Linked DNA regions of Zea mays: all the other regions are linked to region 3. Evidence: chromatin contacts called from public Hi-C data. All regions are on one chromosome and are shown on one strand. Each heading gives the region's core, a stretch centred on a gene start, on an enhancer-like site or on the middle of the called end of the contact. The rest is flanking DNA. Distances are from core to core; before and after follow the strand shown. Region 1 overlaps LOC542192 (salt-inducible protein kinase). Region 2 holds the start of LOC100280512. Region 3 holds the start of LOC103643094 (translocase of chloroplast 159, chloroplastic). Region 4 holds the start of LOC542192 (salt-inducible protein kinase).

The links. A called contact is a pair of places that touch in the nucleus more often than the background predicts.
Region 1: a Hi-C map of endosperm shows a contact between it and region 3, with 2.2 times the contacts expected there. The contact joins the enhancer-like site here to the promoter of LOC103643094 in region 3. A contact is called at or near these places in 2 of 25 Hi-C or Micro-C datasets (endosperm and leaf).
Region 2: a Hi-C map of leaf shows a contact between it and region 3, with 5 times the contacts expected there. The contact joins the promoter of LOC100280512 here to the promoter of LOC103643094 in region 3. A contact is called at or near these places in 7 of 25 Hi-C or Micro-C datasets (bundle sheath, ear, leaf and 2 more).
Region 4: a contact with region 3 is called in a Hi-C map of tassel, with 4 times the contacts expected there. The contact joins the promoter of LOC542192 here to the promoter of LOC103643094 in region 3. A contact is called at or near these places in 2 of 25 Hi-C or Micro-C datasets (leaf and tassel).

The regions. Positions count from the first base shown.
Region 1 is chr6:58,515,768-58,523,290 of Zm-B73-REFERENCE-NAM-5.0, forward strand. It overlaps LOC542192 (salt-inducible protein kinase), which reads left to right. Exons shown (of 9, transcript NM_001358414.1): 4 at 2,328-2,480; 5 at 2,801-2,964; 6 at 3,306-3,453; 7 at 3,553-3,675; 8 at 3,975-4,062; 9 at 5,462-5,967. The coding sequence ends at 5,640. Among protein-coding and RNA genes, the nearest start is that of LOC542192, 16 kb to the left of the region's middle. Within about 2 kb of position 6,269, at least 3 of the 20 cell types and tissues checked have an H3K27ac peak or open chromatin away from gene starts, as enhancers often do. A contact at or near this core is called in endosperm, where this site is marked.
Region 2 is chr6:57,007,838-57,014,437 of Zm-B73-REFERENCE-NAM-5.0, forward strand. It overlaps LOC100280512, which reads left to right and starts at 4,191. Exons shown (of 19, transcript NM_001153432.1): 1 at 4,191-4,324; 2 at 4,412-4,467; 3 at 4,559-4,662; 4 at 4,761-4,890; 5 at 5,424-5,539; 6 at 5,643-5,709. The coding sequence starts at 4,267.
Region 3 is chr6:57,932,973-57,939,966 of Zm-B73-REFERENCE-NAM-5.0, forward strand. LOC103643094 (translocase of chloroplast 159, chloroplastic) reads right to left here and starts at 5,605. Exons shown (of 2, transcript XM_008666263.3): 1 at 4,272-5,605; 2 at 1,023-4,184. The coding sequence starts at 5,336. The coding sequence ends at 1,266.
Region 4 is chr6:58,500,894-58,508,087 of Zm-B73-REFERENCE-NAM-5.0, forward strand. It overlaps LOC542192 (salt-inducible protein kinase), which reads left to right and starts at 3,083. Exons shown (of 9, transcript NM_001358414.1): 1 at 3,083-3,547; 2 at 4,761-7,194. The coding sequence starts at 4,912.

The DNA of each region.
Region 1 (7,523 bases), core at 5,019-7,518, 580 kb after region 3:
AATCTGGTCGCCCCTGGTATCTTGGGATCTATTGTGCTACTTCATGATCTCCTGTACTCCATTGTGTGTGATTATGACCTGGTGTTTACAAGCAACTTCACAGAGGGTCAAGAATTCATGATTCACATGAGCTGCACTAGGCAATTTTTGTGTCATTATTTGTACATTACTGTGTGCCTTTGCCGATTGTGCAGAGATCTTCAAGGCATTGATGTGGGGGTGGCTCGAAGGGTCAATGGGTAGAATTATGGTAGAATTATTCATTCCAAACTATTCTCTTCGCATGACGTCATTCTAGGTTGCATTTGTGGACATGATCACTAAAATATACTGTCCTACCAACCCAAGAAAATGAAAGCTGTCATATCAAGCGGGACAACTCAGATTTAGGGATGAAATTGGATAGGAAATAAGGATATGTACAAATATGAATACAGGTAGTTTTTTTTCCTTAGATTTGGAGTTGAATACGAATAGTGTCATGCATCAGATATTGGTGTCCATCCCATATCCATTTTTGGGCTTTGAGTATTCCGATTCAGATGTGGTACAGATATTGAATGTCCTGATTCGGATATATATTATCCATTTAGTAACTGAATCCCTTGGGACAGATGGATAATCAGGCAATATCCATCCTGTATCCCTGTTTTCACCCCTACTCACTACTCAGTTGGATAGGAAAGTATGTGCAAATAGTGCCACATTAACCATGGCAGCACCATCTGCACCAGTTTGCTTCAGTTAAGCAAGCACGTCAAGGGGTGTAAGTTTAGATTGATTATCATTGTTTCCACTTTCCAAATATGTTTTTAAGTTTTAGTGTGTCAATTAGTTGCACTTGGAGGAGCAAATCCAAACGAACCCTCCCGGCCTCCCCCACCGCCACCCCCCTTCCATTAAATTGGTAACAGGAGCGTTCTGTCACATCCAGGAGCAAGTTGATGTGGCCAGGCAGGTGACCAGTCACTTCACCCTACAACAGATGTTCCATTCCCAGATCTGATGCATTGCTCCATAGGCATTTTACCCTTTAACTCATGCCACATCAGTAGTCCTATTTTGCTTTAACAGTACCACACTGTTAGTTTAGATATGTTATGCAGGGAGGTAGCCATCTATGATATAGTTTCTTAAGCCTTTTTGGTTAGATCTACCTTAATGTTTAGTGATCCCATAGTAATTATAGATAGTGTTTCACTGTTTTGTTAGCTTTCTTCTTTATATTTATGTTGTATTTTTTGGTACACTCTTGCTTAGGGAGGATCTATAAGTCAGATCAAGCAATAGTTGAACAAAAGTCTCTTCTTTCTAAGGTTCACATCAACAGATTCAAAAGTATTTAGACTGGACCTTTGCTGTCATAACCATTATCTCTTATATCAACATGATATCTCCTTTAAAACTGGAAAAATAAATAGACACCGATATAAGAAAAGTCAGCATATTGAAAAGAATTTGTTTTTGTTGTGGTTATCATGTTGTAATCAGCAGTAATATCGAAAATGAGCTTTTGCAGCATTCATGAGTGAAACATGTGATGCACTTGAGATGGTAGGAGTTGCCTCTTAGCTGTTGAATTTATGGGGTTTGAACCCTAGTTGACACTATCTACTGCATTTTATACCCTAGCTGATAATAGAAGATAGATACTGAATACTATTAACCGTACAATTTCTACCTGTACAGAAAAAAGGAGACACTGGATGCTATTTCAATTAAATGGCATCCAATACCAGGCAACCATTTCGTTAGGGTGTTGAAAATGTTGTAGTTTGTGACTTTGTGTTACTAGGGTCATAATAGTTTTTCTGTGGAACTCGTACGTAAAGCCATAAAAGTACAGTAACTAGTGATAGTTTAGCTGTAAACATTAGTTAGATAACCTGGTACAATGAGGTTATACATGTGGGACCTTGATTTGATTCTGCTGAGGCAAGTTTCAAACTAACATTTTCCTTAATTTGAATTTGTTTTTATAATCTGCTTCAGAAAAAATCCATGTGAAGAGTATCAACATTTTCTCCTTTTTTCACATCAAAGTGGTAATGTCAATGGACTAAAATTAACATTAGAACATTTATTAATCTTAATGAAATACTATCCTCTTTTGTTACTGTTCTAGGATTAAGTTGTGCATGTGTAATACCACATCTTTATTTGCATCTGTTTTGAATTTTTATTTGTTAAATTAGCCATGATGAATGGTACATCCTGTGTCCAGAAGGCCCATTGGTTGTACCTGGTACACCATTGCATACTCATTCGATCAATTTCTTTTGTAAGCTATCATATTGGAATACTGAACATAGGAACATTCTCCACAGATTATAAAGAATGAAGACCTTGAAGAGCTTAGAGAACTTGGTTCAGGCACATTTGGAACTGTATACCATGGAAAATGGAGGGGCAGTGATGTAGCCATTAAGAGAATAAAGAAAAGTTGCTTCACAGGACGGTCTTCAGAGCTAGAAAGACTAGTAAGCTCTTAACTTTTGTACATCTATGATTCAGATGTTATAGCTATTTTTGGAGTAATGCAAAATATGACTGCAGGCCATTGGATGAAATGTTGTAGCACTATTGCAGTATAAGAATTGTTGACCCTCTTATGGTCTTAAGGATATAGTTGTTAAGTATGTCATGTATTAACAATTGCTACATGCACCAAACAAGACATGGCAGTACGGCACCACTTTGGCCAGATGCTGATTAATATTGCTTAAACTATCTCAATAAGTAAATAACCTTTGGCTGACAGCTGGTTCATCAAAATTTACTTCCTTGACTGGTTGTTTAGGCACACGAATTCTGGCGAGAAGCTGAAATTCTTTCAAAGCTTCATCATCCAAATGTTGTGGCATTTTATGGTGTTGTGAAAGATGGGCCAGGTGGTACATTGGCAACTGTGACTGAGTTCATGGTTAATGGTTCTCTTCGACATGTTTTGCAGCGCAAGGACAAGTAATTGCTTCCTGTGATTTACTTTGGTTTCACAGTTTCACTTACTCCCTCTGCTCTAAATTATAACTCATTCCAACTTTCTTGGAGAGTCAAAACATCTCAAGTTTGACTAAAATTATAGAGAGAATTACAAATATTTATGATATCCAATAGGTATACTATGAAAATATAGTTAATGAAGAATCTAACGGTACTTAATTAGTATCATAAATGCTATTATTTTATTATATAAATTTGATCAAACTTGAGATGTTTTGATTCTCAAAGAAAGTTGGAATGACTTATAATTTGTGATGGAGTATTATTTACTATGAGTAACAAAATACTTTCTTACTGGACAGATATCTCGATCGTCGTAAGCGGCTTATCATAGCAATGGATGCTGCATTTGGCCTGGAATATTTGCACTCGAAAAATATCGTGCACTTTGATTTGAAGTGTGATAACTTGCTTGTAAATCTTAAAGATCAATCACGTCCCATATGCAAAGTGGGCACCGCTTACATCTATATTGTTATTGTATAACTGTATTGTGTGTGTTTTTCAATTACTTTATACTCATGTGGTAAATATATGATTTTTATACAGGTTGGTGACTTTGGTTTGTCCAAAATAAAAAGAAATACCCTGGTTTCAGGGGGTGTGAGAGGGACACTCCCATGGATGGCTCCAGAATTACTCAATGGAAGCAGCAATAAGGTGTCAGAGAAGGTATAATCATAGCTCTTGAGTCTTCTCAGTTGTGGTTTTAGGGGGTGTTTGGTTTGTGAAATGAGGTGAGGTGATCTATTTTGTTCCACTCACATTTTTGTTTGGTTGGAGGAACGCCTCATTCCTCGCGTACATTATGCCTCAAACCAAACACCCTCGTCCTGTTGCAAACTTGATCATAAAGTTTGCTATCATATGGTTATCCTTTATCTTACTATATTCCAACAATATCCATATCTGCTTCAGTTGTGTATAAAGAAGTTACATTTAAGGTGCTGAGTTTGTTTCCGCTGATACAGGTTGATGTATTTTCTTTTGGTATTGTTATGTGGGAAATCCTCACTGGCGAAGAACCATATGCCAATATGCACTATGGCGCAATTATAGGTATACAATTCATCACCTATAATTAGTCCATGAATTGTTTGTTTAGACTTACAATGTTACTGGTGGTTTCCTATGTATTCAGTTTCAGAAAAAAAGATCTCTCAATACTCAGCCATGCCTTTGTTTTGTGTTGAAGTTCACTTTCTAGGGTTGATGATTATATAACCAAATAAAGCGAAAGGGCCTCTAGCTGAGTTGGCTAGATTGAATAGCACTCCTCAGGTCCTAGGTTCGACTCCCTGTGGGAGCGAATTTCAGGCTGTGGTTAAAAAATATCCTCTGCCGTCCCATGCCAAAGCACAGGTCTAAGGCCCGGTCCCGGCCGCGGTCGTGTTCTCACATAGGCTACGGTGCCGCTGTGTATGGGTGGGGCAAGGGTTCGAGGGTTTTCTTGACCTGGATGAGAAGGTATTTTTAATATATTGCCCGAAGGCTGTCTTACCTGTCGAATTTTTTTAATAACAAAATAAAGGGTGAAAAGGTCAACAGAAGTTATTACTTCAGCCAATAAAAAGAACATCCCTATTGTTAATTTGGAATTGGGTTTGTGCATGGCCTGGTAGTTTAGGCAGCTCGAATCCTATGCTGTGTTTAGACATTATTACCAAAGTTATTGTCATGGCACTAGCCCTGTTTTGGTAATTCACATTTTTGGAGGGTGGCTACTGAAGTTGTTAGAAGCTTCTAAATTATTGTTATCGATATAAGGAGAATGAACACTGTTAAGGATATTCAACCATTAGAATCTACGTCATTTTTGCCGTCATAATGTCTACGTTGCCTTTAGTTGAATTGTTGAAGATGGGACTTTGTACAAACGGATTATCGTGCACCTCCTAATATCACCGGCAACAACTAATATGCAATCAGACCTTATGTGCAAAAGTGCAAGCGAGCCTCTTGGTCCGTTAGATCATGATCTAACTGTAGACATGATCGTGGTTTGTTAGAGGGTTTTCTATAAATCTACATGACTTGGTGGTGGAAGGGTTTAAGTGTTAAATGTGATACATGGTTAGATCATAATCTTACGAACCAGGAACCTCACTTTCACGCTTGCATATAAGACCTGGTTGCATATTAGTTGTTGCCAATATCACCACTTTCACTCTTTTACCTTTAGTTGCCCTGGTATTCTGATTTATTTTCCAACGTCATCTCTGTCTTACGAAGATTTTGTCTCGCTGTTAATCTATTCATTTTTTCCAAGATCCTAGTTTTCTTTTCCTGTTTGAACAGTTAGCACATGCGTGACTTTACTTTTCAAAGGAAAACAAAAGCTAGCATCTTCATTACACTTCCTTTGCAGGGAGCGTTTTTTTTTTTGGTATGCCCTAGTTTTTCCCCCTTTGATCAGTTAGCACATCCTGTGAATTTACTTTTAGAACCCCTTTTGCAGGGGGCATCGTAAACAACACACTGAGGCCACATGTGCCAGCTTCATGTGATCCGGAGTGGAGAAGGCTCATGGAGCAGTGCTGGGCTCCAGATCCGGCACAGCGCCCAGCGTTCACAGAGATCGCTGGACGGCTTCGCTCCATGTCAGTTGCAGCAAATCAGGCGAAGGCAACCAAATAAGATACAGGTGGAGTACTGCCTTTCAACCCCCAATCCGTTGGGGGTTCTCTTCTCCTTTTTTTCCTTTTGACTGGAGAGTAATACATATACATGCATGTTATAGAGTGCTGTAAAAATTAGTGCATCAATTTATTTATAACCATGTTATGAGCTGGATTGTATCCGTGAATATTCTGGACCCGGTTTGAAGGTTGGTGATGTGTAGAAGTATTAGTTGGAATTTGTTGAATGGTCGCAGGTGTGCTTGTGCTCCCTCATAAAACAGAAATGAATGTTGTAATATATTCAAAACTGTGAACAAGGAGCTCTATACTACACCTTTCTATTTCTGTTCCTGTGGATTCTGTTGAAAACCAATGTTGAACGGCCCTTCATGGACATCGAGGTGACCATAAATGGTGGATCTTATCTTGCCCATAAGATCTGCACCCGTTCAGTTAAGTGCCAGAGTCCATGTGGTGCATGTTATACCTTCATAGAAAGTTGGTACGTTGTGCCCGTGCCAAATGATGATATTTCATTTTCATAAAAGTAGATGGGCGACATCATTGCTGAGTTCTAAGATGCAGATCTTATGAGCAGGTAGTATTGTACACTGTACATTAGGCATGGAAGAAAAAATGTGGTTGCAACAGGCAACACTTCTAGACTAGATGCAAGGACACCGGGCTCTGTTTGGTTGCCGCTGTTGCGTGCCATACCTAAACTTGGGCATGCCTCTTCCATTTCCATTTGGTTGCTGCCGCATGCATCTTTGGTTTATCGAAATTGCAGCGGCCTTTTGTACATTTCAGAGAACACATTTCATCCACCGCTGGAGCTATCGAGCATATGGCGAGCGAGTATAATAATACATTCTCTAAATTTATAATTCGCGCCTCACGGTGCACCTAGAATTTTACCCTAAAGACATGGGGCGATGATGTGGTGAGAAGAGAGACGGAGACACAGACGGAGACACAGACGATGAGGTATATGGTGTGGGAGTGAGATGAGATGAAATTTGTTCTCTCATCTTTCCCACAGATCAGTGACGGTGATGGAGGAGATACTAAACTATAGATGGCTAAATAGGTTGTGGTTAATGAGCTGGCCCGAAGCACGACCCATTCAATTATATTGATTGCTTTACAATCGACGGGAGTCAAAACTCAAAGCTTAAAGATCACAAGAACACAACACACACTATTTTCTCTAGCACTCTCTCAAGGCACTATCATAATTCACATAAAGGAACTAGCTCTATTACTTGATTATCTCTTTTGTGGTATTTGAGAGGCTTTGATCACTTAGGAGTTTTGCCCTAGTGTATTTGAGTTATTGCATAGCTCTTGTGTTTCAATAGTCTAGTTGGAGGTGTATTTATAGTCCCCAGACACACAAATAACCATTGGGATCAAATCCCAAAATATGCATAGAAACTGGGTGCACTGGACCTCGAACTATGCAGGTCCGTTGCACACCAGACCTCTACCATGCCTGTAGTTTTAGTAACCGTTCCGATCCTTATATTAGCTTGTAAGGCACAACAGACCAGTCTGGTGCACCATTAGACCCTGCCATGTGTGCCACCATGTTATCTAGCCATTGGAACCTGAAGCCGACCTTTGGGTCCTGACAAGTCTAGTGTACACCGAATTAGTTCGGTGCACCAAGAACCTATTTGTAACACCCCTGGTGTTACTAGAACTAAAATTTAGCATGACATCCTATGCATTTCCATGGTTGTGTTGTGACGCACCTAGAATGCATTCACTAGAATCAGAAACAATTTAAATTTGATGATGTGATTAGTGGGGAGCAGAAAACCTAGTTTGAGAAACTTCAGTTTTAACCACAAAAAGTGGATTTTGTGATCTGGTAAAATTTGGCCAAAAGTGAAA
Region 2 (6,600 bases), core at 2,941-5,440, 930 kb before region 3:
ATGAATTAGGGCTAGCTGACTTAGCTTCAGTTCGACAAGGACGCGAAGAATCAGTTAATGATTATATCCGGAGGTTCCGGGACACTAGAAATCGATGCTTTCGGATCCATGTCGCAGACAAAGAGCTAGCAGGGCTAGCTTTTAATGGGTTGCTATCCTACTTAAGAGACAAATTAGATGGGACCCAATTCTTCTCGGTAGCCCAGCTACAACAACGGGCTTTAGCCTGTGAAAGCCGATTTAAAGAGACACCAAAATCGGCCGCCCGTACAATACATCTAATAGAGCGTGATAGTTCAGATGATAAATCCGCAGATGTATATACCACTGAATTTATTTGGCCAACAAAGGCCAAATCTTCAGCATGTTCTTCCTTACAGCCGGTTCAAAAGAATCGGCAAGAAGAGATTAAATTTACCTTTAATATTGCCAAATGCGATAAGATATTTGATGAGCTACTTAAAAATGGCAACATTAAATTAACTCATACTATCCCTCCTATAGATGAATTAAAGAGACGTGATTATTGTAAGTGGCATAATTCTTTTTCTCATGTCACCAATGATTGTAATGTTTTTCGTCGACAAGTGCAATCGGTCATAAAATGAGGGACGATTGGCTTTTCAGGAGATGCAAATGTACACACAGCCATTTCCTGTTAATACAATAGATGTCGCATGCGAAAAGGTCTTAGTTCGGCCCAAAATGGACGATAAAGGCAAAAGCAAAGACATCATCATTGGTGATCCTCGCACGTCAAATATATCGCAGAAGGAGGTTGCTCGAAAAGCTTTGGACGATAAGACTAACAAGTCCGGAGGCGCCGGGGGGCAGACACAATTAAGGAGCCGGGCACGACAACCTGACCTGAGCATCGCGGACGGTCCGACACCTACGTGCGGACGGTTCGGTGCTCATAAAGACGGTTCGGCTGGCTCAGCCAGACAATCCGCCCATGGCCAGAGGCGTCAGCGTCCACACAAAGCAAGGAAAGAGACGCAAAGCAAGGAAAGAGACGCGAGGGCAAAGCCAACATGACGCACATGGTCGGTTGGTAAAAGCCGGCCCTACTTTCGATCAATTACTAGCCAAAAATGCTAGCAAGAAGATTGTTCCACGTGATCGGTCAACGAAGGAACCCCGGTCACCTGCTAAAACGAAACGGCCAAACAAAACGACCCAAAAGGCGACACAACAAGCATCGCCTGTTCATCCTATGAGACCAGGGTACTTTCCACCCATTTATTCATCGTCGGTATATTATCCTGTTCAAATATGGAATTGTACAACGATGAATCCATGGCACATGTATAGTCCGCGGACGATCCGCGCGTGCGCAGAGTCAGTTAGGGTTCCGAGTTTCTCGCAGGATTTGTTACCTAAAACCGCGGGATTAGCTCGGGAAACAACTTGTAACGGATCCAGACCTCCCCCTTTATATAGATGAAGGGCTACAGCCGATTGAACCCCCCAACAATAGATCAAATCAAGTCTATTTCTCGTTTTACTTATGCATTTAGGAGTAGTTCTAGTCTAGTTCTAGTTTAGTCTTCCAAGCCCCAAATTCTCCGCTTCTCCTCGACTCTACGTCGATCATAGGAGTCTAGGTCGGCTTGCCGAGCCTAGACAACACCTAGGATCTCTCCTCCTCGACGGGGTCCCTCCCGGAGCGAGATCTAGGCGCCGCCGGTGAACTCCACCGTCCCTACACAAGCGCGGACCGTCCGGCCCCAGGGCGCGGACCGTCCGACACGTCAGGCAGGGAACCCGAGCCCTGCGCCAGGTCACGAACCGTTCGACCCCTGGCCGCGGACCGTCCGCGCCTGTGCAGAGAGCACCGCCGCCGGTTCTCATTATAGTGATTGGCGCCCGAAAATGTGTCAACAAAAAGGAGAGGGCGGCCCTGCACAAACGGGAAAACGAAGAATCCCTAGGCACAACAAATGGTGGAGGCTCACTGGAGAAGACGAAGTTTGCATGAGCCGAGCATAAATTCGCTAATTTGGGACGAACCGTTAGTCAGATCGACGAACCGAAGGCACCGAGACGAACGCACGGTACCCTCGGATTCTATCGACGACGCACAGATCGAAAGTAATTGCTCACCGAAGTTAGAACCGTCCCGAACTTCGGCGAGCAATTCCGAGAGTTTCAGATCGAATCTAAGGATGAGGTTTCAAATTTTGTAAAGGGCTCGACGAGAGGATTCCAGCCATATATATATATTGCTAGGGTTTGAAGATATTTTATTTTTCGTAATTATCCTATTTTTAAAATTAAAATTCATTTTCAGAAAAAGTTGAAATGGTTTTTAATATCCGAAAAATATCTCGAAGGCTCCAAAAATTCTAGGAAAATTTCTACACATGATTTAGCACACAATGAACTCAAACACATATTTAGCACTTTTGAAAAAGTTTTTAAGTACCCCATATAAATTGATTTCGAATTTCGAAAAATAGAAAAATATTCTGAAAAATATGAAAATTTACGAGAAACTTCTAAAAGACATATTGACATGATTCAAACACTTCTTGCACTTGGAAACATTATGCATCATCATGAATACAACAATTATGACACTTCTAGAGCTCACACTAATGTAGAACCAAAATAACTCTCTACAGTTTTGATAAAGGGAAAAGAAAAGTGAATAAAGAAAAGGGTAACACCTGAATTTGAAGTACAGAGCAAAGAGATTTTTATAACCCAAAAAATCAAGGTGTTACATTATGTTGATTCGTTCACTTACCTCGTGTATTCTAGAAGTGAGTTGAGGTAAAATTCCTGAAATAGTTCTTGCAAGAATATGCAATCTGTTTGCTAAATCTCTATGTGTGTAACTGCATATACTTCATAAGAAGGTATTTTACCATACTAAGACGGTTTTGCAAGGGTCAGAGAGCACATTTCTAAAATTAGCCTTTATAGAAGATTCAATGGAATATAGATATAGAAGATCGAAATCTGTCCTGATGATAATTGGTGTACTCTTTTTTCTGTGGTGGGTTTTCTTGAAGTTTATCACATGAGGTTTTTAATGACAACAAAGTGCAAATGCAATATACGTCACCATGCGTTTTTTCTCCATATTTTTTCTACTAGGTTTTTGAGAGTTTTAACAAGGCATGTGTTGGTCGCGATATTTGCCCGAGGGGGAGTGTTAAGAAACCATAGTATGGTTATATGGGCGAATACTAATTATACATCTGAGGGGTCTGACGTCTCTATATAAATGAATCTGTACCTCTTTATAAGAGAGAAGAGATTAGAAAGAGGCCAGAGACCCAATCTTATATTATGTGTCTCGTGTGTTTTTCTATCGTGCTTATGAGAAAGAAGACGAATCTTCTACAACTTTTGACGACTAATATACTGATAGGAGGGTAGTGAGCAGATCTGATTATAGTTATCAACAGTATCTACCCCGTTGGGCCAGAAGAGTGCAGCAGAACTAGGGGTGGAAACGAGCCGAGCCGAGCTCGACTCGGCTCGGCTCGCTGCAGCTTGCTCGTGTAACGAGCCGGGCTCGGCTCGCCCATCTGGCGAGCTCGAGAAAGCGGCTCGGCTCGGCTCGCTCCGGGCTCGCGAGCCGGCTCGCCGAGCCAACGGGCCTATCAATAAACGTAAATCTGCTCTATAAATTATAATATAAAATCTTAAAAATATTTTAAATAACATATTTTAAATTAGTAAAATAGATATATCACTAATATAATATAGAAAATAGATTATTTTTTATAGTAATATCAAATAACAGAAATTAATTGTCTACTCCTTACTAATATTATATGTTAATTAAGATTTTATATAACAAATTGTTGTTAGGACGAGCCACGAGCCAGCTCGCGAGCTGCACCGAGCCGAGCCGAGCTGACTCGCTCTTTTCACGAGCCACAAAAACAGGCTCGGCTCGGGCTCGTTCTATGCGTCGAGCCGGACCGAGCCGAGCTGAGCTGCTGCGAGCCCGAGCTCGTCGAGCTCGAGTTTTTTTTTCTCGCCCTAAGCAGAACAACAGCAGCCAGCGCCGCCCGAGCCCTGCAGGCCTGCACGCCATCCTCCTCCAGTCCTCCACCCTGTATGGCGCCCCGCCAACGAGCCCCGAGCTACCAAACGGGCCCAAAGTGAAGTCTGGGCCTTTAGCTGTTCGGCCCATCAAAGGCACCAGCTTCAGCATCAACGCCTCCGCTGCCGTCGCTCCGGACTCACCGCTAGGTTTTTCCTCCTGCCGCCGCCTCCCAGACCGTCTCCTCCGCCCCAGCCGGGATGCCGACGGTGAGCGTCGGCCGGGATCGTCTCTTGGCTGCCATTGGTCGAACCTACAGTAAGTTTGACTTCCTTTGCGCAGTCCCTCCCCAAAAGCCCAGCTCTTCCCTCCGCAACAGCTCGTAACCAATCCTACTGGCTGCAGCACAGGAGGAGTTCGAGGCGCTCTGCTTCGAGTTCGGCATCGAGCTGGACGATGTGGTGAGCATATCTCTCCGCCATTGCCCCTCCCGTCCGCTGTGCTGGCAGTGGCGTTGTCTGAATTTTGAGGGTTTTGGGTCTGCGTCTGCAGACGACGGAGAAGGCTATTATCAGGAAGGAGAAGCACCTCGAGGACGACAGTGAGGTGGACGAAGATGACGAGGTCATCTACAAGATAGAGGTTGCCGCCAACAGGTCAGCAGATTTTGTTTTCGTCAAGGAATCGATGTTACTAGAGTACTAGGTATGCAGGATTTTGGAAATCCGGTAAAAACTTGGAACAATGCATGCAGATATGATTTGCTATGTCTTGAAGGACTAGCAAGAGCTCTTCGTGTTTTCACTGGGACTGAAGCAAGCCCTGTATTCCAAGTTTCATCAATCCCTCGGGGTTCAATGCTTCAGATGCATGTTAAACCAGAGGTAATGTCATGTTGTTGGGACTTGCAGTGCATTTTAAATAACATCCTAGAAGAAACTACTAGATTTCTTCAGTTTTCCATCTCTAGGCAGTAGAGAAAATTGTACAGCAGCACTGTTTAGTGTATGTTATGGCTATGCACTTGAATCAGTCGACTTTTGGATATGGAAATGGAATGTTATGTCTCCAGGATAATGGGAAAATGATGTGTGAAACTGTCAGTTTTGGAAGGAAAAACGGAAGCAATACCCTACTGGCATTTTTCATGCTATTAAAATATGTATTTTTTTGGTGCATCCTCTTTGTAATGTTTTATTATTGTTGTGAAAACGATTATAGCTTGAAGCGGATGCTAAGTGTTAGGATATTAACATATTTGTGATTTTGATATTTGCCTGTTATTACTAATTCTAGAAGCTATATATTAACGGATTAGTGTTGTATTTCTAATTTTGATGTTGATCTTATCCTCCAGAATGGTATATTCATGTTCTTATTTTCTTCCAGTGTAATCCTTGATTTGGTGTTTTTTCAGACTTCAAAAATTAGACCGTACATAGTTTGTGCTGTCCTAAGAGGGGTAACTTTTGATGAAGCAAGATACAACAGCTTCATTGATCTTCAAGACAAACTCCACCAAAATATCTGCCGGTATCACTTATCTTATTGCTTTTTTGTTTTTCATTGTATTGATATCAAGATTGTACTCAATACACTGAGTAATTAACTCAGACTACTCCATGATGGATAATAGGAAGAGGACACTCGTTGCTATTGGCACCCATGATCTGGACACTCTGCAAGGACCCTTCTCATATGAGGTAAAATTATCACAGTGTTTCAATAAGCTAATTTCGTTGCTCAATCTTGGGTATTATCTTATTTGAACTGCGTTCATGGCAATCTCTGTCATGGACTTGTACACTGTCCCTATGTTTATGTGTTCCATGGTTTTATTGTGCATCCAATTTCCCCCCGATTTTGATGGGGCAAGTCATTATGTCTCATGCTTGCGGCCTTGCACTATCAATGCAACTAATTGCAGTTACTTTTATACAAGGTTATTAAAATGACAAAACGTTGAAACGTTCATGGGTGGAGTTTTGACTTTTAAACGTTTTCAACGAAGTTTAAACGTAGTTTTAGCAACATAGGAAAATTTGAATATATCATAATTTCATATAATAACATAAAGTCAAGCGAGCAACAACCAACAGAGCAGAGGAGTGTTGTCCACTATCCACTCTAGGAGGCAGATGCAGAGGACACAATGTAGAGAGCTAGAGAAGCAGAGGACGGGGCCCTGGAGTGGCGGCGAACGGTAGGACGGGGCCCTGGAGGACGGGGTGACGAGCACAACGGACGAGAATACGACCTAACTGCTTGGGTCCTGGAGCGGTGGCGCAGCGGCGACCTAGGTCCTAGAGTGGCGGTGCGGTGGATGTGAGGATGAGACACGGGAGGATGAGGACCTGGAGGACGGGGCACGGCGGATGGAGTGTGCGTCGGCCGGTGACTGGAGTGGCGACGACGACGTCACGTCTATGTAGGAGACAAGAGTGCATGGCGGTGAATGGAGTGCATGGTGGGTGCATGCAGGAATGCAAGGGCTGAGAGAAGGCTGCCCACATTGTTAACTGGATTGGGCCTGAATTAGCTCAGCGAGAGGAGTAAAATGCTAAAAATATGCATGTTTGCTTAGCTTTAATCTG
Region 3 (6,994 bases), core at 4,355-6,854:
GGGAGAAGTGTCGTGTACATCTTTTTCTCCTTCGTAGCTTTCTTGTCGTCGCATCTGAAGATGTCCCGATCCTAATCAAGTTTCATCTTCTCTCTTTCGGCTTGCTATTTGTTGGGAAACCCTTCGAAGCCCCCAATCTATAGATGGTCAGTGGAAGCCCACAATCCAAATAAATAGTTAGCCCCCAATCTATAGATGGTCAATCAAAGCCCGCAATCCAAATAAATAGTTCGAAGGTATCCTCTGAAAATACACAAATGATAGTTTTTTTGTTAATTCTGGACCTTCGGCTATTTTATAGCCTTCTCTCTAACGCAGTTTTGCATTTTGGATGCATGGAAACAGAGACCCCCATAATTAAGACTCATAATTGACTTGAACTAGAAAGTTAGAAAAAAAAAGAGCAAGCCAGGAGGCCAGCAAACTGTTCGCGCGTGCAGGTCCATGGGGCTGGATTCCCAAGCCAGGATGCCTTCCCTGATCCTTCAGATCTGCGGCCCACCTACCGATGCACCGTTTCATCAGCCATATTCAGAACTTGACTCTAGTTCACAAAAAAACATGAAACGGAGGACATCCCAAAATTGCAAACTAGATTTGAGCCTTCAACATACTTGCCATTGCAACGCAAACCGTCAAAAAGAAAAGGGCTAAATAGTCAGGTGAATGGTGAATCCATTTGCTACTGCCACTCCTGTTTCCACGTTCATCAGGATTGCTGTTTTCTGCACAAGCCAATGACGTCAATAAAAACTGATACGAAAACAATGCACCTCAGCAAATGATACATGCTCAGAAAGTTCAGATCTTCAATATTACATGCAAATGCAGGAAAATGTGCTAATAGATGATGATCACAAAGATCATAGGTACAGCTAGATACAATGCATGCTCCCGCCAGCTACTTCCAGTAATATAATCCCCACATGTCCGCATCAGCATTAGCAGAAAAGCAGAACTACTCACAGAATAATCAGAACAAACTTAGAAACACTAATCGATCGATAACCACAAGAATAATCTGAAGACTTAAAAACGCTGTAATAGATTGATAACCACAAGGATCAACATCCCTCCACATTATTTATTCAGCTATAGTTCCAGATAAATCTCGCAACCCTCTTCACCCAAAATTATGATAGGAAACGATCTGCCAATTACAAAGGAGTGAACTGAAACAGCAGGAAACATGGTTGATATGAAAAGCAAAATTGCTAAGAGAAACGATGTGATCATGAAATAATTAAACTGAGACTCCTGACAAGCTAATAAGCAAAGGATGGTTCACTGGGCCGGAAACTCCGGTAAATGGAGGCTGCAACCGGTACGAGACCCAGAAGTGCAATCTGGACCTGCTCTGAGGTGCTTGTCCTGACGGTGATCTGCCCACTCAGCTTGTTGTTCAGACCAAGTCGAACTGCCATCTTCGACCCCCTTCCGATGGAAAACTGGGACTGCAAGTTTGCGCCCAGAGCAAGGTCCCGACGCCACTTCATCAGAGAGAGACCCAAGGTTGAGAGGGACTGGGCTATCGGATAGTCTTTGTCCTTCAAGCGTGCCTCCAGGTTAGCTCCATATGCAGTGTCCCCTTGGGCTCGCATCGCGCCAGTGCTAGCAACTAGTGACAACCTCTTCCCAAGGGAGAGCTGGTCCTCAATCTTCAGTCCAGTTGCCACAATGTCGCCCAGGAAAGTTACTGAGAACCCTCCTGTGGTTTTGTTCTTCTTGATATTCTTGATTTTTGTCTCCCCACGGAGAATATATGCAAGCTGCCGCCCAACAGTCTGGATATCAAAACCAGCAAGAGATGATGTGTTCTCTCCATGCTTTGCTGCGATGGAAGAGTCCAAATGGATGCTAAATTCCTTCTTGTCCTTGGTGACCTGAACTGCTACATTTGCTGGGAACCTGCTAAGGATAGCTAGTGTCTCTTCAACGCTCACTCCATCATAACCACAGTCATGATCCCATCCATGCGCATCTAAAACAGGTCTTGCTAGGACAGTCGAAGTTGGCTCTAGAAAGCGGTACCGGTATGTGGGATTGTCACAATCAAATGAAGGAGGCAGTACCATGTCAGGTAAGGGAACTGACACATTCTCTGGAGGAGGATCCTGATCGTCCTCACCAGTGATATTAGCATACCCATAATCATCCAGATCAGTTTTCCCCCTCTTCTTCATCTCCTTTAACCTGCGGATCTCATCCTTCCATTGTTTCTTCTGGAGAAGCTTAACCCTGTAGTCATACTCATCAAAATAAGCATTCTTCTGCTCCTTTGTGAGCCTTGCAAGCTGAGCTTTGGTCAAGGGCTTGAAGGGTGGAAGCTGATCATATTCTTCTTCTTCATCATCTTGTTCTACATCAGAGTAGTCATCCAATTCAATATCAGAATCGCCCTCATTGCCACCCTGCTCAGCAGAAAGTTTCGGGTGGGCTCTAGACTGCAAGAGTGAGGACAACAAGAAAGGAAGAGGTGGTGAGCGGAAACGGAAGCCAAAAAGCTTTCCAGGATTAGGATCCTGAAGCTTCAGAAGTGAGTTGGCTTCTGATAATATCTTTGAGGAGTAGCACAAAAGCAGCATCTGATGCCTCCAGCTTTGGCCATTCGGAAGCACTTTCTGGCCCTCACGGTTTTTCCTGCACGAAGGATGGTTCTCAACAAGGGCTACTGGGTTCATCAAGCGCATATCTCCAGCAGCCTGCCTGATGGACTGCTGGATGATGTGGGATCTCTGAGCCATCAAGACCTCATATGTCATGGGAGCACCATTGAGGCCTTCAGGAGGAGCAGACGCAGCATGTGTGAGGGCAACAATGGCATTGAACCATATGGATGAGCCAAGAACAGAGGTAATTGTCTTCAGAAGAGGCAAATCATTGAGATCACGGCTCAGACTATCCAGACGATCCACATATAGAACAATATCTGGCGGACATTTCTTGGTATATTTCTTGACAGCAGCAAGAATCTTTCTGTTTGATCCTTGGTCCATAACGTTGGGACGAAGGCCAGGTGTATCAATGATTCTAATCTTGACACCATCAACATCCCCAATGATTTCCCGCACATTAGTGGTTGCTGAGCTAAAAGCATCAGTTTTGGACTTCTCTTCACCAAATACAGAATTGATAGTTGCACTTTTGCCAACTCCAGTCTTTCCTAGAACAAGTATGTTGCATGAGAAGTTCAGATCCTCCTTTCCCTCTGCTTCAAGAAGTAAGGCCTTTCTCCGTGCATTATCAAGGCTGAATGCTCGATTTGTCTGCCTACCATGTCGGATACCCTCAGCAAGGCTCAGACGATACAGCACTTGTGCTGCAACCGTTTCTTCAGGAGTAGCTCCCAGCCTGTAAACCAGACGCAGAAACTTTACTCTAATCAACTCAACCTTGTCGTGTAGCTTCTTCTCTTCCTCTGTCATCTCTTCTGTAGGGTCAGCAGTAACTGCTAGCTCTGAGGGGCTGAATAGGTTTGACCTGGCAGGTTGGCGAGGTGCAGTCGGCCTGAGAGAAGGGGCTGATGAACCAAGACCAGCAGGTCGATCCATGGTGAATATTCTAGAACCATCTTGTGAAGCAACTGTGACATTCCCATCTGAGGATCCACCAGTTGCCGCTTTCAGAAGGGCCGCCAAGGCAGCAGAATCAAATTCCTTCTCATCCCCATCATCATCATCCTCAGAATCATCAAGCATAATCTGCCCATCCATGCTATTGGTGAAGTCTCTTGAGACATTACCACTAGAGGAGCCTTCTGTAAGCTCCTTCATGATCTGCTTCGCGGCTTCAGAGCTCTCTAAGATTGCAACCCGTGCAGGACTCGTGTTAGAGTTTGCCCCGTCATTATCATCATCAGCCTCATTATCAATCCCATCCTCGTCATCTGGCACAGCCTCAATTATGTCATTATAAGCAACCTCCTCTTCACGATCAACAACCTCAGTGGCACCTTCAATCTCATCAGCGCCATTATTTTCATTGATTGATTCTGGAGCCAACTCCCGAGACAAGATACCATCGACACTAGGAGCAGCAACATTCTCAACCTCGGCACCAACATCTTCCACCGCTTCACTGGCAGTGGCCAGGTTTTCAGCATTCTGCTCCTTCTCAAGGCTATCCTCAAGCACACTGTCAGCACTTGCAGGAGCAAGCTCCTCTATGCTTCCGTCATTCAGAACCTGGGTCAGTGTAACATTTGCATTGTTTACGTCCCCACCGACATCAAGACTACTAGCAACTAAATCAGATTGAGGATGCTGACTTACCACTGGACTTGCCTCACTCATTGGCTCAGGCTTGGTGGCTTCGTCTTCAACATCATCATCCTTCTTAGTTGATTCTTCTGGTGCTTCTTTACCTCCGAGAACCAGGACTTCATCACCATCAGTATCCTTGTTAGATGGTTCTTCTGGGGCTTCTTCAACTCCAAGAACCACCACATCATCACTTGCTTCCTTCTCATCACCCAATTCACCATTAGCTTCAGAAACATGGGCTACCATATCCTGTGGTTCCACCGCCTCCTCTCTAAGAGAAAAGACCTCAACCTCCTTCTCATTGCTCAACTCACCACCATCTCCACTCCGAGGACCTACCTCCTCGCCCTTCTCAACTTCTGGCTCCAGTTTCTCCTCCTCAGTCACCGGTGGCTCGGCATCATCTGCCACCTTATCCACAACCTTTACCTCCACTGAAGCACCTGTGTCCTCGTCCTGCTCCTCCCGTAATTCGCCCATCTCATCACCTTCCAGCGCATCAAGGAAAACCAGAGAAGGATCTCCATCCCCCAATTCGGCGTTCTCCGACTTGGATTCCACCACTGGCATGGGCGCTGCCAAAGAAGCGGGTGTTTCCCCGTCCCCCGACGCCGGTTCCTCGCCGCCGTCATCGGTCTCGGCCTCGGCCTCTGTCGGACCCAAATTCCCACCTTTATCCTCCGCATCCGCCTCTTTTACATCCCCGCTATCATATCCTCCTCCGACACCCTTCGCCTGGCCGTTCTCGGCCTCCGGACCCCCAAAGCCCTCATCTATCCCCTCCAATCTCACCTCCTCCTCCTCTCCCCCACCCGCCACGACCTTCTTTGGCGCCTCCACCACTTCCTCCACCTCCTCCTGGGCCGCCGCCGCCTCGACTTTCTTGCTCGGACTCTCCTCGGCCGCCGCCGAGGCCAGGTTCTCGTCCTCCACGGGGGCGGGCGCGACTGGAGCGACGTCGGTGGTGGCCATGGACGCCTCGACTTTCTTGGGCGGCTCCTCCTCTGCGGCTGCCGGGGAGGTGCTCTCTTCCTCCACAGGCGCGACTGGGGCGGCGTCGCTGGTGGTGGCCATGGCCGCCTCTTGCTCCGCCAGCACGCAACGAAGCAAGAAAACAGTGGCGGCAGCAGTGAGATTCGAGGAAGCTGGGAGGAGGGAGGCGATGAGAAGATAAGGTGAGGGTTTTAGGTCGGGCTGGGGAGTAAAATTATCTCCGAGATATTTTATATGTGTGTTTCTTCGGATTTCAGTTTTTTTTGTAGCTGGTAAATACACATGGTTTTTTTACTTTGGTTTGCGTGTAATTTTGGGAGGAGATGGCGCCAGACGATGGCACAACCACTGAACCACGCAGCAGTACAAACCAAGGTGAGATATTAAGGAAGGCAAACAGGCGGAGCTAAGGCTATCCGCACTCATACAACTCTAAATTTCTACTTTAAAAAAAATATTTTGTCCTTGTCAGCAAGGTTCTCTACTCTATACCATAATCCTCCGCAGTCATATATACTCCATATCTCAACCCTATATTAACTACAAAATATTATATCAATTTTTTAATTTTTTCCATACACACGATGCTGCATGTGTATGCAGTTGCTTTCGTATGATTGGATGCAGTTGCTCACGGACACAGACACACAGTGTATACAGTTGCTTTCGTATGACCCTAGCTGTGACGTTCGTCCACCCATGCGCCAAAATAGAGTACACCATACAGCAGATGGCTGCAGCACGCCGAGTAACTCTACGCCGGGTAGGGTAGGGCATCGAGTCCGTCACTGCGGCTAGCCTAAGGTGAAGCGTGTTATCTTCCACTTCTTTTGCAGCCTGGGTTTGTCAATATGTTATCGAACCCACAAATTATAGATATAAATGATCCTATCAATTATATATATAATGATATAATAATAGACTGTCAAAATTAAGAGAGACAAAATAGCAAATTTCTTTTTCTTTTGTTGTTTTGTACGTAGTATTTCCAGATCTATGTTGTGGGTTGTGCTAAACTTTTGTTTTTTTTATGTCGGAAGGGCTTGTTTCGAAGTTATGAGGAGAAATATTTTGGGCCACACAATGTTGCGTGATCCAATGTTGCATTTGACAGAATATAAAATAGAATGTTCTGATTACAAAATAGGATGTTCTGATTTGCTCATCACATTTTAGCTTCAAGCATTTTAAAAGACAAAACAAAGAAAAGCGCGCACACACATATCAATTTATGTATGTGAGTATGTGACTAATTTAATTCCTTACTTATGATTCAGCTTCATATGTTATATCTAACTCTAGCAGAATTAATGAAAACTAGTATTACCTTCACTCTTAAACTAGGTGAGTGCCCGTGCGTTGCAACGTAACGGAACCGTATAATAACACGATAACTTATATACATATGTATGTTATAGGTATATGCCCGTGCGTTGCTACGGAGTTAATATTATAAAACACAATATTTTTTGTATATTAATGTATTTTATCATAGCAACACACGAGCATATACCTAGTTAGATTCTTATGTGGTTAGGTCACAACTATTTAATTCCATTATGCTCTATAGGTTGCATGTACACGAGATAGTTCACGGGCAACGTACTGATGAAGTGGTTCCTAAAGAGCTTCGGGCTATATGACAGTAACATACTGATGAAGTGGTTCCTAATACAAGGACTGAAGAAGTGGTGACTGGAGGGCTGGGGGTGTCTCATCACAGATTGCTACGACAGAAG
Region 4 (7,194 bases), core at 1,833-4,332, 570 kb after region 3:
AACGACCAGACCAGCCGAAGCATTACGCGAGGCATTAAGACCTCGGAGGAGTCAAACCACTCCTCCGAGGCCTCGGGGGCTACACCCGGCGGGTGCGCTCGCGCGCACCCACTGGAACAAAACGCAACCGAGAAAGGCTGGTCCCCTTGCAAAAAAGTGCGACAAAAGCCTCCAAGCGAGTGTTAACACTCCCTTCGAGGCTCGGGGGCTACTGTCGGGGACCATAATTAGGGGTACCCTCAAGGCTCCTAATTCTCAGCTGGTAACCCCCATCAGCACAAAGCTGCAAAGGCCTGATGGGTGCGATTAAGTCAGGGATCGGTCCATTCGAGGGACTCGATCACGCCTCGCCCGAGCCTAGCCTCGGGCAAGGGCAGCCGACCCCGGAGGATCTCCGTCTCGCCCGAGGCCCCCCTCCAGCGACGAACATACTTCCGGCTTGCCCGAGGCCCTGTCTTCGCCAAGAAGCAACCCTGACCAAATCGCCGCGCCGACCGACCAAATCGCAGGAGCATTTAATGCAAAGGTGGCCTGACACTTTTATCCTGACGCGCGCCCTTCAGTCGACAGAGCCGAAGTGACCGCAGTCACTTCGCCGCTCCACTGACCGACCTGACAGAAAGACAGCGCCGCCTGCGTCGCACCGACTGCAGTGCCACTTGACAGAGTGAGGCTGACAGGCAGTCAGGCCCGACCTCAGGCGCCATAGGAAGCTCCGCTCCGCCCGACCCAGGGCTCGGACTTGGGCTCAGCCCCTGAAGACGGTGAACTCCGCTCCGCCTGACCCAGGGCTCGGACTTGGGCTAAGCCCCAGAAGACGGCGAGCTCCGCTCCGCCCGACCCAGGGCTCAGACTTGGGCTAAGCCCCGGAAGACGGCGACCTCCGCTCCGCCCGACCCAGGGCTCGGACTTGGACTCAGCCCTCGCCTCAGCCGACGGTCTCCGCCTCGCCCGACCCAGGGGCTCGGACTCGACCACGGCCACGGAAGACAGACTCAACCTCGACCTCGGAGGAGCCTCCACATCGCCCAACCTAGGGCGCGGACCGACCACGTCGACAGGAGGCACCATCATTACCCTACCCCAAGCTGACTCGGGCTACGGGGAACAAGACCGGTGTCCCATCTGGCTCGCTCCGCCAGATAGGCAATGATGGCGCCCCGCATGCTCCCTGACGACGGCAGCTCTCCGCCCCCTTACGGAAGCAAGAGGACGTCAGCAAGGACTCAACAGCCCCGACAACTGTCCTTCCGCCAGGCTCCGGCGCTCCTCCGACGGCCACGACATCACACGAACCGGGTGCCAAAACCTCTCCGGCTGCCACGACGGCATGTACTTAGGGCGCTAGCTCTCCTCCGCTAGACACGTAGCACTCTGCTACACCCCCCATTGTACACCTGGATCCTCTCCTTACGCCTATAAAAGGAAGGACCAGGGCCCTCTTACAGAAGGTTGGCCGCGCGAGGACGAGGAGGAGACAGGCGCTCGCGTGAGGCCGCTCGCTCCCTCTCCCGCGTGGATGCTTGTAACCCCCTACTGCAAGCGCACCCGACCTGGGCGTGGGACGAACATGAAGGCCGCGGGATTTCCACCTCTCTCACGCCCGTCTTCGGCCACCTCACTTCCCCCCTTCGCGCTCGGCCTCGCGCCGACCCATTTGGGCTGGGGCACGCGGCGACATTTCACTCGTCGGCCCAGGGACCCCCCGGTCTCGAAACGCTGACAAATACCTTCGGATTTTTTTTGCTTTGAAGCTTCTTGCTAATTTCTACAAATCTTTCAGCTGCTTGTCGTGCCTATAGAGATTTTCGGAAGTTAGTATGTACATACCACGCAAAGGTAAAGACAAAGGTAATAAAGTACAAACATTCTCCCTGTTCTTTATAGATTCTTCGATGCTTATTTCTTTTCTGCCTCTTCCATCTTTTAGATGAGAATTTTTTAGACCACTCCGAATCTTCGACATTTCGATCTTCGGACGTGGTCAGCAGAAACTCTAACTTGTGTTAAGCTAAGGACGAAGGTCTGCACTCCTAACTTGTGTTGCCTTGATTTTCAACACCTTTAGGGGATTGAAATCAAGTACCCAACACCCATTCCTTGGTTCCAGGTTTCGAAATCCTCCGATTACCAATAGAATACATGGATAAGGATTCAGGGCCAATGCTCTCTACTTCATTTGATAATCATGACATGGATCAGGGCCAATGGTCTCTACTCCATCAAAGATGAATGGGTCATGGGTGCCAATATCCTATCAACCGTGCTCTATTGAATTGGCCATCAGTTTCAAACCGTCAGGCAGAGACAGATGTACACTAAAGTACATGGCCATGGGGACTGAAACATACTGGTCATCAACACTCGATGCTAGACATAGGGTCTGCATATGCAAGAACGAGGACAACGTGAATATTGCCGACACGGGCGAAACATGGCGCAACTTCTATTTAGAAATATGCGGTTCCGTAGAGGATGGGGAGCAGGGGGCGCCGACGGGTGGGCAATAGGGCGCACCAGTGGGTTGGAATCAGGAGCAGAGGCATACCGGTGGCTGCGAGCTCAAGAGCGAGGTGCAGTGGTTGAGGTCGGCTGCGAGCTTGGGAGCGGAGGCGGGAGAGATGAAGTTTCATGCGATGTGGTGGTTGACAAAGAGTATAGGTCCATCTATGCGGAGTTGTATATTTATGACCTCAGAGCTAGAGTCATGTATCAATTTGCTTCAAATTTATAAAATAAAATCTCTCTTGGATGCTATTTTCTAGTTTAAAGTCCTATATTTCAAAAGAGGACACCTCGGTTGGAGTTGTACCGGTTGTAGAGATAACTAGACGAACAATAACAAGAATATTTAACTAGTTGTTAACTAGTTTTCCCCTTAAATAATGGCTAAAATAAGTCTTCTTTATTTTCTTGAAAGGTTATTAGGATGAGCCTTCTAAACAGGGACTTTCATACTCTTGTTAATTGTTATCCATGTATTTTGGTTGTTAGAGTAGAACAAAATTATCTGTTTCTGACGCATCAAGAGATCAATACAAATACTAGATTATACAAGTGGACGCTCACCGGTCGGAGCAGAGAAGGCATCTTTGTCGCTTTGATACAAATGAAATAGGAGAAAATCATTATCCCTGTAGTGCACGATGACTCGATGACCCTTCGCGATTGCCCGGTTTGGCTTGCTGCTCTTGCTTTGACTCGACTGTACAGGTGGCCCCACCTATCCCGCCCCGCCCGACGATGACGGCGATTGATGAGAGATAGAGGGCGAGCGAGGAGGTGGCAGTCAGTCAGCACAGCACAATCCTCATTTTCTCCCTTCTCCTTTCCCTTCACTCTCTTCTCTCCCAATCTGGAACCCCTTCCCTCTGCTTTCCCATGTCCCCCGCGTCCCCCTGCCGTTCACGGTTGACCTAGCGTGCGTCCCTGGGTCTCTCTCGCACCCTCACGCTCTCCGACGACTGGTGGGCCGCCGGCGCAGGCGCCGCGCTGCGCCAGGTGCTGAGGTGTTCGTCGGTATCTTGGCTGGCAACGACCCTGCCAGGTATTCCCATCCCTTCTCTTCCCTTCATGCTGTGGGATCGGGAAGCCCAGCACCCAAACCCTAACCTAAAGCTATTTAACTATTTGATCGACGCCTCCCAACTTCGAGCTTTTTTTTTTGGAAAGAAAAATTTACCGGAGACCTTTTGCTGGGTCCGCCAAGAGGTGGTGACTAGTGAGTTTACTGAGATGGTATAAACTAAGAGAGTAAGAGTGGACCAGGGACAAGTTGCTACTGGACGACTAGAGTATTAGGAACAGAGCGTCAAGTCCGAGATTTGGGAACAGGAACTGAAGATGGACGATGACGTGCACTAATCGTTGGAGAAGGACATCATCTTCGTCAGACGAGATGGCGCCAGCTGGGATGGGAATAGAAGAGGTGGCCGGCAGTGAGAGCTTCTGCCGTTCAGTGTCCCGCTTGCACGAGCCCCCTGCCCCAGTCGTTCTGACAAGCACCAGTAGGGTTGGTGGAAGTGACGGCAGGAAGAAGGTTGCGGCGGTGGCCAGTGGTGCTGCTTCACCTGCCTGCACGACGGGATCCTGTCGGCGGCGGCGTGCCTGCTGGATGGAGAGTGGAGTGGCTGAGTGAGATGCTGATGGATGGAGAGTGGGGAGTCAGAGGATTTGAACCGTAGAGGAGGCATGGCAGTGTCTAGCTGGGTGTGCAGCCCGTGACCCCAGCTGTCCATATTCATCCACACCTTAGTCATCCGACTAACAGTGATTAGTCAACGACTACGACTATAATTATAGTCTTCCAGGTCGAGTCGTAGCTCCTAGTTGAGTCTAGGGAGCTGACTAGTCGCGATTAATTAGACGGTTTGATAACACCGCTTAATAACACAAGTACCTCATGACATGTATTGCAATTTCTCTGTAGCACTGTTCAATAAAATAGTTTTGTCATAAACCCTCAAGCAACCTGAGTAGTAAGCTGCTAGTGGTTGGTAATATTTTCACCTGAAGACATTTGTCCATGCTTTACTCATTGACTTGGGGAGCTTGAAGAGTTGTAACTTTGCTGTGTTGGTATTGCTTCTTGCTGTTATCATCATTAATTTTAATGTAGTTCACTATCTGCCAAGGTTCTGTAGCGTTGCTCAATCTTCTGTCGCAGACAGCACAATGCTTGTTTCTTAAATTACGACCTAATTGGCACTTTTTTTTCTCATGGTCCTTGCTAAGCATTATCCTCGTGTCCTTTGCTGCAGGTTGATTTACCTTTTACTCGGTGTTCTGTGCTCTCCAATTGGTTCCTTGTCACACAACAATTGTAGAGGAAATGGATTACTATCAGCTGAATGGGTAGCATGATGATGAATCGTATATCCGACATCATTTTTATACTTTAGATAAGACAGCATGATGGAACCTAGAAAAGATGATGTTCGCTCTGCTACTCAAAGTTCCATTCGTGGGTCCTCAAGCTCAGCATGTACCAGTTACCCCGTTCCAGAATACCCTGTTGCAGGCACCGTTAAGCCTGTCCTTAATTATTCAATTCAAACTGGGGAGGAGTTCTCTCTTGAATTCATGAGAGCTATACCCAAGAAACATCTTGTTCCTGGTATGCCTCATAATCAGAATGTCACTTCTAGTGCTGGTCACAAAGATTCTAGAGTAAGCCTTGTTGCTCCTCGCACAGGAGGTGAAACTAGATTCGATGCATCGATATTTCTGACCTCAGGTAACCATCAACCAGATGAGGTTGAAAGAAAACCTTTTTCTGAAAACGAAAACAGAAGAAGGCACATGTCAAGTACGTCAGTTCCACGAGTTCCATCTGGTGGTGGAAGTAGTCAGGGACTGTTCCGTGGCTATGCTTCTTCCGAGGCTTCCGAAAGTTCCAGAATGATTAAAATTCTCTGTAGCTTCGGTGGAAAAATATTACCCCGACCGAGTGATGGAAAGCTCAGGTATGTTGGTGGTGAGACCCATATAATTCGGATTAGTAGGGATATTTCCTGGCAGGAGCTTAAACAGAAGACAACAGCCGTCTGTAATCAACCTCATGTTATCAAGTACCAGTTACCTGGTGAGGATCTTGATGCATTGATCTCGGTTTCAAATGATGAAGATTTGAGAAATATGATGGAAGAATGTGGTTTACTTGATAATGGGGATGGGTCCCAGAAGCTTAGGATATTCCTTGTTTCCTCTATTGAATTTGATGATATGAGTTTCAGCCTGGGTAGTATGGATAGTGATTCTGGAATCCAATATGTTGCTGCCATCAACGGGATGGATGGAATAACTGCAAATTCATCTAGTGGCCAGGGTTTAGTAAATACATCCCTGAATGAATCTGATCAGTTCATTAATCTCAATTTTGATAGTAGGCTGACAAACTCAAGCAGAGATAGTTCAAATTTGCATGCAGTGAATGCGTCTACTTTCATGCGTCCAGAGATGCACCCAAGACCAATGCCATCAGCTCTATACAATGATAATACTTCAAATTTGCGCTCTTACTATACCCATGTGATGCATAATTTGCAGGGTTCTGATTATTCCAACCCAGCTACCAGTGAAAGATTTCATGACATTGAGGTTCAGAGGATGCATAATTTGCAGGGTTCTGATTATTCTAACCCAGCTACCAGTGAAAGATTTCATGAAATTGAGGGCCAGATATCTATTCCTGTATCTACACCTTCTGATTATAGATATACATCCCAGTATGCACCTTTCTCAGGAACTGCTTCACAGCGGTCTCTTGATCAACAGTCTTATCAGGATGCTCAGACAGAAGCATCGGTGAAGGAGGAAAAGGGGTTTTCTGGTAACATGCCTAATGAAAGCAATGAACTAGATTACTTTCAGTCGCTTGAAAATCTCAGTGGTCATTCGAAGCATCATGACTCATCTGCTTCAAATTATATGCATTCAGGAGCCCCCCCTACTGTTTGTATTCAAGAAGGTGTGACATCTTCTCTTCAACCAAGTGACAGTGTTAAGAGCCTAGAGACTTGTACCATGCCAAGAGCTAGGTCAACAACACAGGGTTCAGATATCAGCGAAGATGATCGCCACTCTGGCGGAGCTTTTGCATCTGGCTGTTCTGACTTTCAGGCTGACATGGTAGATCACAGCTATAAAAATCAATCTCCTCACCCTGGGCGAGTCTTTCATTCTGAGTGGATTCCGAGGGAGCAAGCAGGCTTTCTGAACCGGCTATCTAAATCTGAAGATTCGCTAAATCCTGAACTTCTAATTCGTCAATCACAGTCTGGCGTTGCAAGTGAACACATTGCAGAAAATATTGATTCTGCGTTTGCTGGGACGGAAAAACCAAATTTAGCTGCCCAGGCTATAAATCTGAATGATCCAGCTGTCGACGATAGTCTCATACAGTTTGAGAAAGGGTTTACCAACACTGTACAGCAAGCTTCTCCATTTAGTGAACATCTGCTTGGTGAAAAGAGGCCCTCAGATGACACAAGCGGTCGAAATGTGGACCAAATTAGCCATGCAGCTCAACATGTTGTAGCTAAGGGCAAACTCAATGAGGAAAATTTTCAAGATGTAGAAACAACTAATCAGCTGGATTCTCATGCTGCTGTGCCACATCATATTAGTTGGGATGCTCCTAAGCCAACACTGCCAACTGATTGTGAACACGATCCTGTCGTACCATGTTCCGCC